Linked DNA regions of Pan troglodytes: region 2 is linked to region 1. Evidence: chromatin contacts called from public Hi-C data. All regions are on one chromosome and are shown on one strand. Each heading gives the region's core, a stretch centred on a gene start, on an enhancer-like site or on the middle of the called end of the contact. The rest is flanking DNA. Distances are from core to core; before and after follow the strand shown.

Region 1 (7,199 bases), core at 1,505-4,004:
AAAGGACTGTCTCTCACATGCATAGTTGAAGCAGAAGAGAAATCTAGAAATGCATTGATTCCAACTGGGACCCTGCAGCTTTCTACATGTGACTTGTCAGCTGCCAAAACAGGATGCCTTCTTTAAGGCTGCCTAAGCCCCAGTTAGTTCTAAATGATTTTCATTACACCAGCTGGTCACTTTCAGTTCTGTGAAATACAGTAGTTCTGGATAATACACTTTATTCTGTCAACTCAATCAATAGGGTGGAAAGTTTCTTTGAGTGGGAATCATTTGGATATAACAGTACCAGAGATGGCATCTTTTCTGCTAGCAAAACCTTTCTGCAGGCAAATGGATGTGAACATGTTGCCTTTTCAATACTGTTTTTTAGCAACAACACTTATAACGATAATGACAAAATGGTAACAATGACAACAACAACAACAACAATAGCAGCTAATATTTACCGAATATTTACTATGTGGCTGCCACTGTGCTCTGCATAGGTCATCTCATTAAATCCGTACACCTATCACCCTAACTATAGATTCCATTGCTCTCTCCACTTTACTGGCAGGAATGGGTAGCTTTAAGTATCTTCAGCTCTTTCCAGCTCCAGAGTCTGAGCCCTGGATAAATATCATCTCATACTATCTAACCTCTAAGTTCCCTTCTCATTCTTTAAGCTTCCATAAATGCATCTTTCTTCCTCTATTTCTATTTTTTTCCCTCACGTTTCATGGGTAAATCTTTATAAACACACCATTTCAAACAATGCTATTTTAGTATTTCTGGCTGCCCCGTGAATCTTTATAGACCGAGATGCCCGATGGAGCCAGTATGTTTTAATTTTCACATGAAAAACAGAATTCCCAAGGGGAAGGAGCATTTGACGGAAAGGCAAAACCTTTATAAGCACTCGAGGCATTAAAATCCAAATTTCCAAAATATGGTAATTATGTCAAAGTTGTGACTTACTCTGGAGCCCTTGGGGACACTCATCCTGACCCATCTGTGAAAGCCATCAGCAGGCAGTAAGCCTTCTGAGGAGCAGGATTACAGCAGCCAATTTGGCCTCTAGCAAAGAGGCAAGGCTGCTTCATTTAGTTTAAGTCTCACTGAGATGGTTTAAAACAGTCTTTGGGAAGAGATGTGCAGCCAAAGCAAATCACAGCCTTACCCAGCTGCAGATTCAGTACACGGCAGTCTATGTCTACATATTCATGGCACACTGGAGCCCTCCCCTGACTGTGCTCATACATGCATTGATATGGGAAGCAGAACTCTCTCACTGGGGAAATAATCTATGTGCCTAAGTTAGACAAGAGCCACATTTGGACCAGCGGATGGCATCACATCTGGTATGGATCGCTAACCTCAGTGTGATTTGGCCCAGCCTGGATTATTTATGATTCATAAAAGTCCCACTGGACCCCAGCATAGTCCAAGACCGCATAACAAAAAACCATGGGATTAAAAATCTGTATTTCATTGCAAGACCCCCATGGCAAATTAGTAATGCTATGATTGGTTTTCGAGAAGCCAAGAGTGAGGAGAACTAACTATGATCACTCCCTCAAGAAACCCAGCATAGAGGGCAAACCGAATCGTGTGTTCAGCCAGGCTATGCAGTCATATTCTGAAACTCTGTCACCATTTCTAATCTGAAAGCAGTGTCTACAATTAAACCTAAATAATTTGAAAGCCATTTCTTTACCTGGAAGTCTCAGCTGGGTCCTTGTTCCTCAGATCCCCTAATGGTTTCTGACATCATGTGTTGAAATGACTACTGTGCATGAACACTCTCAGGTATTTGGTCTGTTAGCCCCTTTCCCCATATTATTATGGTTTTTTAAAGACAGCTACACTTTTAGAGAAACGCTGCTTCTTCTTAAGCATCAAGATTTAAGCGTTTCTTCAAGACTCCCTAGAGCTGTGACATAACACTTTGTAATCGAGCTTTCTAATAAGCATAGAAAAGGCAAAAGGGGTCGCAGGGCCACCAAAAATGCTACCTGGCCAAGAAAACGAAGACCCAATATCCTCCCCCAATGCAAAGGCCCTAGATCTGGCTTTCTCATCCTCCTTAGAAAACATACTGCTGTTTAATTTGTGAATTAGAGCAAATTTCTTACCCACCTCCAGGGAGGATGAAATGCCCAGTCTCGGAGGAAGCTTCTGCCAGACCCTTGGAGCTTGTTAATTGTCCCAGTTCACTTTCTCCCTGGATCTGACTTCTAAGAACGCAAGCAGGACCTCAGGCAGCCAAAGCATCTTCTCCTCAAACCCCCTTTTCAGTCTGAACCCTTCCTGAAGCTGGCAACAGACTCAAGCCGAGCTGCTCCACATTCCCTCAGGGAAAACAGCACTGCTGGATCCAGACTCTGCTGGGGAATTCACCAAGCAGGAGAAAAAAAGTATGACTTCTACTCTTCCTCTAGATCAGCCTGAGTGCTCAGATCGCCTTCCGGAGGACCCCCAGTTTCCTCTTAACTCCCCTTCTTCATGACAATCTGAAGGAAGAAGTCATAGACTCCAGCCCAGCGTCACCAGCTGATCCTGAGCCAGACCCGGGGTGACTAGTCAGCTGCTCACAGAGCTCAAGCCACTGAACCAGGAAATGTGCTGCTTGGTCAAAAAATAATAATAACTCTCGGTGGCGCTGCTGGTGGTGCCTGAGAAGTCGCTGTTGCAGTGCTTGCATCCTCCGCATGCTAATGAAGCTGTGATGTCAGCAAGTCAGTCACGGCATCTGGACGTCCCATCCTGCTGCCCAGTGCTGAGATTTATTTACATGTAAATTAGCCTTGCCTTCCAAATCAATAATCCCCAAGCCAGGGAGAGGGGAAGGAAGCCTTTGCTGGATGCAAAGGCCCAGCTACGTAGCCTCCAAATGAGCATGAAAAAAATCACATATAAGAAGAGAGGCTTTAAAGACACATGCCTATTTTTTTTCTTCTTAAAAGCTGTGCTCTTATGTGCCAAGGTTCAGATCTGGGCACAATTATCAACCTGAGTGCCTGTTTCAGATTACATGCTGCACCAACCTAGGAGTGGAATCAGAGCACTCTTTTTTAATTAAATGCTGTGTCAAGCCTTCAAATGCCTCTCCTTTTTTTTTTTTTTTTCTTTCTCTTCTCTCTTCAACTTTCATTTTCGGGTGTTGCTTGTTTTTTGGCCTAAGACTATGTCACCTTTGAGTTTTTGTGCACCTTGAAATAAAGCACAAGTGACTCCTTTCCTCACGTGCTTGGGTGGTGAGTTAGTCAGCTGCCCTTTAACCCCTTACCCCAATTCCAACTGCAGAAGAAGACAAAGCATAAACCTTCCCAGGGCATCTGAAGACCCTGAGACCCTCAGAGAGCATTGCTTCCGTCTCCTCATTTTACAGATTAGAAAATGGAGACAACTGGAGAAAGGACTTTTGTAAAGTCACACCAGGATTTCAGCAAGGATGGGTCAGAATCCACATTTCCTAGACCTCAGATAGAGCTTTTGTTGAATACATTTGGGGTCTCTGATCTCCATTTTTATACACCACTAGGCGGCCTAACCAAGCAATCTGGAAGAAAGGAATCTATACATTTGGAGAGCCCTGTGTTCAAATCCTGCCTTTCCTTCCTGCTAGCAGTGTGATCTTAGGCAAGTAACTTAACTTGTGGGATCTTCAATAACCTCAACTGTACCATTCACTCATTCAATAAATATTTACTAAGCACATACTCTATGCCATGCACAGCTCTAAAGACTAGGTATAAACACAGTCTCTGCTTTCAAGGGCCTTATGGGCTACTGCAATTAAAGAAAGTAAAATATTGAATAGAACTATGGTGAAGATTAACACAATATCACATACTCAATAGCTATTTCTGATAGTTTGAATGAAGTTAGAAAAATTCACCGAGGCATACTATCTACTAGGCTGATCACTGTTCCTAGCATCTGAGTATTTCCATGGTCATCTTTAATTGTTTAAAATCATATATTCCTTCAATGCTGCCTGTGCAGTATCCCGGGCCAGGAGAGAGGCAAGAGCCAGGCAATATTCTGGACTCTGTGCCTGTGATAAGGAACCACTGTGAGCGAAAGTGAAGGGTGAGGGAAAGGTTGGGGAGGCTGGGAGTGAGGAATATTCCATCATGCACAGAAGTGTCCCAAAGGACAAAGCAACTAGCACGGCTCCTTGCCCACACTCCCCCGCCTGGGGAACCCACTGTGATGAGCTCTGCCCTTCCAGCTGCAGTGGAAGCTGAAGCTTCAAATGAATTTCTTTGTTGGATGTGGGGAAGTTAAATTATGTCTTTTGTTGTACGTAATTGTATTAATAATGCTTAATAACTTCTTTCAGAATGCTTCTCTCTAGTTCCCAGAAGACCTTTCATGGTGAAAATCATGAGACCTGGAATAACGTCTCAGTAAGAGAAATAAAATACAAGCAAATGAATAACACTCAGCCTTCAGTTTCCATCACACAGAACTCAGAGCGTGTAGGGAGGCAGATGATCTCCCCAGACCTCAATATCCTTCAAAAAGTCAATTAACAAGTCTAACAGTTTGGGGCCCCCAGTAGCCAAGTGGAAGCAGTGACATTCTAACCCAGTGTGGCCACGAACAAGTCACTTCAACTTACCATGCCTCAGTTTCTTAAAAATGGGTACACTACTCTCTCATCTACTCATGCTCAGCATGGTCATACAAGAGGCAATTCACAGGTGATCAACAATGAGATAAAGAAGACAGCTGAAACATAGCAAGAGATTACTCTTCACTTGGAACAGATGTGACACATCACTACCAACTTCATAAGAATTAACATCATAACATGGAGTCTAAAATGGATTGCCTGGGGTCAGACTCTGGCTCTGACACTTGCTAGGTCTATGACTTGAGGCCTGAGGTCCTTACATGTAACCTAGGGCATAATGATAGTGCCTACCTTCATGGGGCCGTTGGGAGAATCCAATGAGAATTAATGTGAAACATTTAACACTGAGCCTGTTACATAGCAAACACTCAATAAGTGTTAGCTATTGGTAATATTAATAGAAACAATCATGCTTCCACCATTAACTTCAGCGCAAATTAGTTAAGTAACCAGTCAAAATTCAAAAGGTGGGGAGAAAGCGGTAAAGGGAAGACTGCAAAATTATCTTTATTCCTAGAGCATATCTCAAAGTTCTATCTAATGTGGGTGAGCCACTGATATGCCATTTTCCATATGATACAATACAAATGCTTTGAATTGCTATGAATCTAGGAAATAAAGGAGTAAAAATGACCAAGAGGTGGGCTCCCTCTTCTGAAACTATACACCAGGACAAGACAACTATATTTTTGAGATGAATACATGCTTCACCCATTCATTCATATATCCATTCACTCATTACATAAGCTCCTACTATTTGCCAGTCACTGTGCTAGGGTCTGGAGACAACATGGTGACCAAGATACACAGGGATCCTGCCTTAAAAGAGCTTGGCAATCAGAGAGAAGACAATTAAGTAGGCAATTAGAGTAGAATGGGGTGTGTGTTATGGTAGGAGGCATGCAGAGTCCTCAAAGGCCTAATTGCATTCAAGAGAGGGATGGCACAAAAGCATGCTGCCCAAGTCCTTTTGCCAGCACACGCTCTGTGAGCTCAGCTTGGTGATGAGGAAGCTGGATATCTATGCATCACACTTACACAGAATATTAAAATTACAAAATCCACAGATTGTTAATTCCCTGTGGTCATTATTTTCATCCTGGAGACCACTCTAATGAGGTTTTTTTTTTTTTTTACAAATTATACTGGTAGGTATTAGAAAAAGTGAGAAAAAACTACTTTAAAAATTTCAGAGACCTAGTAAATAGGAACAAAACTCATTGTTTTTCTAAAAAACAGTGAAATTCCACATTCATGACAGCAAACTTCATGCGAGTAAAGGCAGGGAAGAACAGGTAATACATATGAGAAACTCAACCAAATGTTTATTAGGGATTTGTGAAGCGGAGGACACTCTTGTCAGGAGACAAGGATGCAACTGTCGACCTTCAGAACTTTCTGTTTAGGTAGAATGATAGGATATTTATACAAATGACCATAATTGCGTATAGTATATAGGAAAAAGGACAAGGAAGACAAAATTAATTATGGCAGAGGTGATCAGGAACCAGGAAAAGTATGATCTGGGTCAGGCCCAAGGTCAAAAACACTTTTACTTTTTTGGAATTAAAAAACAATTTTATAGTGGGGGAAGGCCTTACTAAGCATGACACAAAATCCAGAAGTACAAAAAGGCTGCAAAAATTTGACGTTAGTCAAATTCACCTTCTGCTAGAGGTGTTCCAGGCAGGAACAAGAACATGAGTAGGAAGGAAAATTATGAACACAAATGCATAATTAAGAGACGTCTGCATGGACACAAGACAGCAAAATAGCACCAACATGACACTGGCAGGTAATAACAAAGAGACAGCTCCATGCATGCTGGATAATCAAATCATCTTTCCATTCTAGACAGCTTTAGGCAGCATCTTGTTAGAGGATTACAGGGAAAGGTCAAGTACATCTCTACTGGTCAGGTTACAGAAGGGAAGGGTAAGTGACAGGAAGGGTGGTAGCCTCCTAGATGAAGAGCTGTAATGAGGAAGGCTGCAATGAACAAGTTTTAAATCTCTGTTTCTACAGGTATAAAATAAGAAGGAATGGATTGAAACGACCTAAAGAGGGTCCTCAATTCCTCTTTAGGTCATTTAAAATCTTTCTTGGACCTAAGGAAGACTTCTGAATATTGAGATAAGAACTGACATGGGTCACTCAAGGAAATGGCAGTGTTTCAGTTTTTGGAGAACTTTAAAAAGACAGACATCACTCATCCTAGCTCATTTAGATTACTACCTTCTGGCCCTGCTATTGGGAAATTCTAATTGTTGTAAGGGATATTACCAAAGTTTCAAACCACTCATCTAATGAGTTTTCCCTTTTCAAATGTGTGCATTTCTGTGTGTGCGTGCTTTTAAATATTTTACTCAAGAGTAATCCTGATATTTAGATTTCAAAGTCTAATAAAGTAAATGTGGGAGAGGAGGCTGACAAAGAATTGTCATGTAAGTTGGTCTAGCATAGGTGATGATGCAGTAACATACGATCCCAGATGTCAATGGCTTAACACAAGAAAGTTTGATTTCTCTCTCAGGCAAAGTTGGTTGGAGGCCCAGAGGTTTTCCAGGTACTC
Region 2 (7,199 bases), core at 3,201-5,700, 260 kb after region 1:
AACAGGAACATCCTAGCTGAGTATTCAGATTTTTTTTTGTAAAGTCCCTTTCACATTGTGGCTCCTCTGAGAACTTAGGATAAGCTTAGATCTTGCAAAGTTTGCTGAAATCTTCTTTGTTGCCAGGCAGATAGAGAAGATGGCCTTCTTTGGGGCCCTGTGCTCAACGTTAGGCTATGTTGCCAGGGTCTTCCAGCTGCAGGCTATCTAAAAGCACAGGGTCTTTACTATTATGGCTGGCATTCCCTTCGATCTGATGCTGAATATAAGTCCCACCTCTCCACCCCATATCCTATCAATCTAAAAGTCCTGTTGGGTTTTTCTCTGTGAAATATATTTAAAATCTGTCTAAGCCCCTTCATATTCTCTGCCACCATCATCCCTCACCTGGACCACTGCATTAGCCTCCTGATCTTCTTGCATCTCCTCCCTTCCCCCTGTTGTCTATTCTTCACGCAGCAGCTAGAGCTGTGGTCCTACCTGCTGTAGCTATGGAATGCCTTGGGGAACATTCAAGACCTACCAACACCCAGGGGCCAAACCCTGACTAATTAAATCAGAATCTAGGGGTAGTGGGTAGAAGGTCTCTCAACATTCGTAGCTCATGAAAGCTCCTGGATGATTCTTTTTATTTTTATTTTTTGAGACAGAGTCTTGCTCTGTCACCCAGGCTGGAGTGTAGTGGTGCCATCTCGGCTCACTGCAACCTCAACCTCCCAGGTTCTAGCGATTCTCTGGCCTCAGTCTCCCAAGTAGCTGGGACTATGTGTGTGCCACCACACCCAGCTAATTTTTTGTATTTTTAGTAGAGATGGGGTTTCACCATGTTGCTCAGGCTGGTCTCAAACTCCTGACCTCAAGCGATCTACCTGCTTTGGCCTCCCAAAGTTAGAGGATTCTTTTGTGCATCCAGGATTGAGAATCACTGAGCTTCCAGTTCAGACCAGCAGTAGCAGCATCTCCTGGAGGGCTTGTTAAAATACAGACCGCTGAGTTCCACTCCCAGAGCCTGTGATTCATTAGGCCAGAAGTGGATATGCGAATTTCCATCCCTCACAAATTCCCAGGTGATCCTCCTGGGCTGAGGATCACACTTTGAGAACTACTGTTGTAAAAATATAAGGTGGACCATGAAACTCCTGTTTAAATGACTTGTTACACTTATATATGTATATTTTAAACATTCACCTTCTGTACCATGGCCTGTCAGGCAGGGTGAGACCTATCAGTCTAGAAGTCCTATTGGGTTCCTAGCTCCTGGCCTCTCACACCCTCTGCTAACTACTCACTGGCCTCCTATCTGCCTCTTGACCACCGCAGGTGGTCACCTGAAGACCTTTGAAAGAGCCTTTCTCTGCTCAGATGGTGCCCCCTTTAGCTCTTCTGCTGTCTGATTGTTTCTCAGTCTTCAGGGCTCATAGAAATGTCACCGCCTCAGGGAGACCTTCCCTGAATGTCACATTCAACATGTGTCTCACCTTCCCCTCACCCCTTGTTCTCTATCTCAGCAAACTGTTTATTTCCTTTATCTATTACAATTTGCAATTATGTTATTTCTGTTCACTTAAAATACATTTACCTCTCTGCCAGAAGGCAAACTTTAAGAGGGCAGAAACTTTGCCTTCTTGTTCACTCCCTGGGACATAGTAGGTACCCAATAAATGGTTACTGAATGAAGGGTTGAAGAGAAGCACGAATCAGGGAGTAAAGGTTAGAAGTAATAGTACTAATAGAAGTGGGAGCCCTGTCCTGCTTCTGTTATATCCCCCGAGGGCTTCCTGTGTGCTCATCTTTTAATATTACATCTTTAATTCACACAACCGGGCAAGGTAAGGTCATATTCTCTTCAATTTACACATGTGGAAATGGAGACCTAGAAAGGCAGGGACACTTGGCTGAGGTCACACAGATAAAAATGGCAGAGCCGGCCATGAATTCAGGCTGCCTGTATCCACATTCATCCTAAGATATGGAAGGAAGGAAAAAAGAGGCAGCAAAAGGAGAACTGGAAAAGCTGTTCCCGCAGGGCATTTTTTTATTTTGCTCTAAACTCGTAGCCAAGGTAAAAATATTAAAACAGAGCTGAAATCAAAGAACCCTTGCCCTACTTTCTAGGTCTGATTCTCCCAGAACCTCTTCAGAAGAGAGTGATCAGGCAATGATGGGTGTCTCAACTTTTAAGACTTTTAAAATTGCTGGCTCAGAGCCTTTGGAAGAATAGCACAGGCAGGAAATGGCAAGGCAGGATCTGAACCCAGCCCAACTTCCTGCACAGCCTGCCCAAGCTTTCGCACACAGCACAGAGAGTATCTCATTCAACGTTCTTTTGCAGTGCCCTGCCTCCTTACTGCGCTGGTTAAGGTAACATTCTAGATGCTGTAGCAGATAACCAGTCTCCTCCCCAAACTCAATGGCTTCACGTAATAAAAATTTCTCTTTCACCTCCCAAAAAGTCCAAAATCAGTGCTCCTAGTTTGCAGGCAGAATAGTCTCCTCCAAGCAGCATTTCAGAGACCCAGGCTTCTTCCATCCGGTGGCTCTTCCATGTCTAGCAGGTGGCCTCCCATTGTGGCTAGGGAAGGAGAAGGAGGAGCATGAGATGGGTCAGGCCTGGAAGTGGTGCATGTCATTTCCACCCACATGCACTGGCCAGAACTCAGCGACATGGTCATACTTAACTGCAAAAAAAAAAAAAAAAAAAAAAAAAAGCTTCGAAATAGAACCTAGTGGCCAAAGCTATCTCACAGCCAACTAGTCTCATTTCCTGAGAGTCTGATGAGCTTCTGCATCCCCCCACCCCCCTACCCCTGCCCCACTGCCCCCGGACATCTCCTCTCACTGATAAAATAATTATCATAATTATAGAGAAGACTTCAAATGCAACCAGGAGAAGGGCCACCTTGATCTTAAATTCAGATCATACAGAGGTAATGACGGGTCTCCAATGTTCCTGCAGAGGAGGCTGAAGGTTTAGAGAAGGGCAGGGGAAAGAAGAAGAGGTTAAAAGTACAATTTGCTCAAGTTCAGGCCTGGCTAAGAAAGGAAGATGGCTCTATCCACCATTTTGGTGTTGTTAACAAAGTCTACCTTGAAGTCAATTCTAGATATTTTAGAATTTCTCCAATTAAGCAAACATTTATCGAGCATCCAAAGGTTTGCAGATATAGTCCTAGGGATAGTCCTTTGGGATATCAAATAAAGGGATGAATGAATATGAGGTGAGGTCAGCTCTATTCTTTATCTGGTTGAGATTTTGAAGACACTAGTAATAAAAATTTGACACAATTATAATAATATCCAGGGCTGTATTCAACACTTGATATAAATTATCTCATTGAATCTTCCCAATAATTCTATGAGGTAAATACTATTATTACCCCCATTTTACAGAAGAGAAAACAAACCTAAAAAGATGAAATAGTTGTCCAAAATCTCAATTGCTCCCAAGAAGAGAAAAGAATGATTTTTAACTACATGACACTGCCTGTATTATGAAATTACAGTGCTGTCTGCACATAGAAACAGGCATAATTCAATTGGCTTTGGAAAACAGAAGGAGGTTTAGAGTTCTAAACAGTTATTGGGCTGGGCGAAGTGGCTCACGCCTGTAATCTCAACACTTTGAGAAGCCAAGGTGGGAGGACTGATTGAGGCCAGGAGTTCAAGACCAGCATGGGCAACATAGTGAAACCCTATCTTTACAAAATTTTTTTTTAATTAGCCAGGCTTGGTGGCACATGCATGTAGTCCTAGCTACTTGTGTGGCTGAGGAGGGAGGATCCCTTGAGCCCAGGAGTGCAAGGCTGCAATAAGCTATGATTGTGCCATTGCAGTCCAGCCTGGGCAACGGAGCAAGACCCTGTCTCAAACAAAACAAAAAACAGTTAACTGAATCCAAGAACAGGTCATAACTGGGGTTAAGAGTCCCCTGTGTAATTTAAAAAGTGACTTTGAAGCCAAGCAAGTTGTGTGACTCTGGAGGAGGAGACACTTTGTCTCCCTATTCTTCAGTTTCCTCTTCTGCAAAGTAAGGAAGCTGGCCTAGATGTACTTGAAGTTCCTTTCTTCCTCTGTAAAAGCAGCATGGCAAATGGAAAGCGCTGATATTTTCATAAGCCAGATTCAGGGAAACTCTTTCTGCCTATCTGAGCCTCCATTTTCCCATCTATGAAATGGGAATTAGGTCGGATTTGCTACTTTTTCTCTCCCTAGTGTCTAGCACAGGGAAAATAATAGGGGCTTAATAAACCTTGGTCACCTCATTAATGTCCCCACCTGATTGGAGATGGCAGCAATCCATTGCATGCACAGAAGGCAGAATTGCATGAGTAGAGGTCTGCCTCTGAGTTCTGAGCCGCTTCTGAGAGCACAGGGTGTCAACCTCCCTCCTGAGGCATCGTGGCCATTTTGGGAACAGCTGGCTCCTGGCCCAGAGAAATGGCCTGCAGTTGAGGAGGCAGAGTGTAACGTTTCACAAAGCCTCCCTTGCCACCTCTGCCCATACCCCACACCCTCTCCCTCATGCGCAGGGCAAACTCTGGCCCCAACGAATCTGGATTTCCAGCATTCACTCAGAATCCCCAACAGGCAAGTTCACGACTTTGGGGCACAGAGTTCAGAGAGAAAGAATATTAGATGTCCCCGCAGGCCTCCCCAGCAAGCTTTATTTCTTAGAATTACTTCAGGGATGCTCCCAGGAGCCTTGCCCGCCTGGCAGATATTGAATAAGGTAGAAGCCAGAGTGGATGAAAAGCAGTGTCTTGGAACGGTTGCCTGGTTACCGGTGACCTGGGTCACGTGGTCTCCTCCCTTCGGAGCGGCCCAGGGCGAGCCGGCAAGGAGCAGGAGTGCAGGGGAGGGGCATGAGTTCCCGGGGAAGGCGGGGAGGGGAGGAGAGGCGGTGAGAAGCAGCTCCTCTACACTGCGCTTTCCTTTCCCGACGGCCCGACTGCCCGCGTGTCGGGCCAGGACAGGAGCACCAGGCCACCTGGGTGGGGAGCTTGGCTCTCTTGCTTCCCTGGTGGAGGACGTGGACAAGTTAACTCAGCCTATGGGCACCTGTCTTTCCTCACCTGTAAAATGAGTCTAATAATAGTGCACACCTCACTCAGTTACGACAAGGCTGCAAACAAGAAAACAGGGAAAAGAGGCCCAGCACAGGGCCGGGAACGCACTAGACTGAACGTGAATACACCGGTGTTGTCCAGCGGGGCTGAGTGCTGGGGGCTGGTGGCCAGAGCAACAGAAGTCCTGAGTCAGGACAGCTACCTAATGTGACAGCCCAGGGCACATTGCAAACACAAGCCTTTTGTTCCACAGGCAGGAGAGAGGTACCCAAACATAAAGCCCCACCCCACTTCTGTGGCCCCTCTTGTGCTGTGTATTTGCTATTTAATGCTATGCTCCCTTGGGCATGGAGCTACTGGAGAGGAGCACGGAGGCCCTCAAGGCACCCAGGAGCCTTCCCCTGCAGTGTGGCCCACCAGTGCCCATCTGCTGCCAGGTCCCCTACACTGAGGCAAGAGGACCCGGGGAAGGGAAGCCAGGCATCCTCCTTTCCCACAGGCCCTTCACCCCAATCCATGGTGGACAGGTACCCCCACATCTTGCAACCTCCATGTCAGAGGCTCTAGCATAGGGGAAAGGCTTGCCCTGCCAGTTTCCCCCCTGAAGGCATCACGATGTCATCAACCTCTAGGGCAGGCACGGCTGCAGTCGTGTCCTACCCAAATGCTGTGGGATGTGCATGCTCAGCCTCCCGTGCCAGTGCCCTGCAGATAGCAGACTGGCAGCTGTTGGGGGGAAGAGAGAGAAGAAGGGATGTGAGGAGGAGATAGCAGGGGGTTGGGGAAGCTGGCACTGAGAACCCACCTGGTGAGGGAGGGGCTGGGCTGCACTTGAACTGAGGCTGTTAGCCTGGGTGCCTGCTGTGTTATCTCACAGACTTCATTTACAAACTACACATTTACAGATAAGATATGAAGAATTTCAAGACACGACAGTAGAACATTAAATCCCTAGCACAGGCTTTTGTGTCACTGAGCTGGTTGCACACCAGCTGACCCTGTTCTGAGTTCTTGTTGTGGCTCTGTCACTAACTCTCCCTCTCCGGGCCTTGGTTTTCCTTTCTCTAAATGAGGGGGTAGGACTAGATGGTTTCTAGACCCTCTTCCTGCTTTTATGTTTCATGATGTGTCCCACTAACATGCTGTGTGGACATGGGCAAGTCCCTTCCCTTCTCTAGGGATCAGTTTCCCTGTCTATAAATTGGGAATTTGGGAATCCTGAAGGGCCCTGCCAGGGTTACTGCTTAGAGAGATGCCTTTTCCCATCCTCTCCTGTGTTTGAGGGGACTTCTTTTCTTTTGCAGAAGGGAAGACAAAGTTGCCCAGCAGGTGCTGGGGTATGGGGCTGGATAGAACATTCCTTTTCTCCTTCTGCCCACACTGGTGAGTCTGGGGACTGTGGGGCAAGAAAGAAGGGAGGGAAAGCTCCTTAAGGAACAGAGAGGCAAAAAAGCATCATGTGAGAAGGTAAGCAAGCAGGCAGCCTTGGGAGATGCTTTCATTCAGTCATTCATTCAGCAACAGTGAAACAGCAAAAGAATGTAACACTCACCGTATTTGTGTAAGGGGCTTTAACCCATCCCCGCATGTAGGCTAGGATAATTTTAGAGCACTGAGATAATACACAAAAACAGCAATCATGTAGTTTTAAAAGCCAACTCTGGGGTTATAGGGAAAGTATGTAAACAATTATGTTTGTTAAAGATCCATATAGATAATACACAAAAACAGCAATTATGTAGTTTTAAAAAATAACTCTGGGGTTAAAGGGAAAGTATGTAAACAACTGTGTTTTATTAAAGATTTACAGGAGCATTGTGACCTGACCAAGGACAAAGAAGTTCCCAAACTCCTCAGGCCCTCACTGGCACCCAGATGTCTGCAGTCATCAGTTACATCTTGATCCCAACTCCCTCTTCTTCCCCCACCCTTAACATAAAAAAAAGCCTGAAATTTGTGCTGACTTAAGATGGCATTTTAGGATGGTAGTCTACCATTTTCCCCGTTTGCTGGCTTCCCGAAAAACCTGTTTTTCCTCCCACCAAGTCTCATTTCTTGAGTTTTGGCTTTCAAGCAGAGAGCAACTGAACCTGGGTCCGGTTACAATTCATTCATTCATTCGTTCATTCATTT

What was found. Hi-C and Micro-C count contacts between places; a contact is called where the count stands out from the background.
Region 2: a Hi-C map of stem cell-derived neural progenitor cells shows a contact between it and region 1, with 5 times the contacts expected there. The contact joins two enhancer-like sites. A contact is called at or near these places in 1 of 7 Hi-C or Micro-C datasets (stem cell-derived neural progenitor cells) and 1 of 1 datasets of contacts at active chromatin or transcription factors (stem cell-derived excitatory neurons).

Annotation. Positions count from the first base shown.
Region 1 is chr2:68,193,122-68,200,320 of NHGRI_mPanTro3-v2.0_pri, forward strand. All of the region lies in intron 2 of PRICKLE2 (prickle planar cell polarity protein 2), which reads right to left. Among named protein-coding and RNA genes, the nearest start is that of PSMD6, 200 kb to the left of the region's middle. Within about 2 kb of position 2,755, at least 17 of the 24 cell types and tissues checked have an H3K27ac peak or open chromatin away from gene starts, as enhancers often do. A contact at or near this core is called in stem cell-derived excitatory neurons and stem cell-derived neural progenitor cells, where this site is marked.
Region 2 is chr2:68,455,016-68,462,214 of NHGRI_mPanTro3-v2.0_pri, forward strand. No RefSeq gene overlaps it. Among named protein-coding and RNA genes, the nearest start is that of PRICKLE2, 43 kb to the left of the region's middle. Within about 2 kb of position 4,451, at least 10 of the 24 cell types and tissues checked have an H3K27ac peak or open chromatin away from gene starts, as enhancers often do. A contact at or near this core is called in stem cell-derived excitatory neurons and stem cell-derived neural progenitor cells, where this site is marked.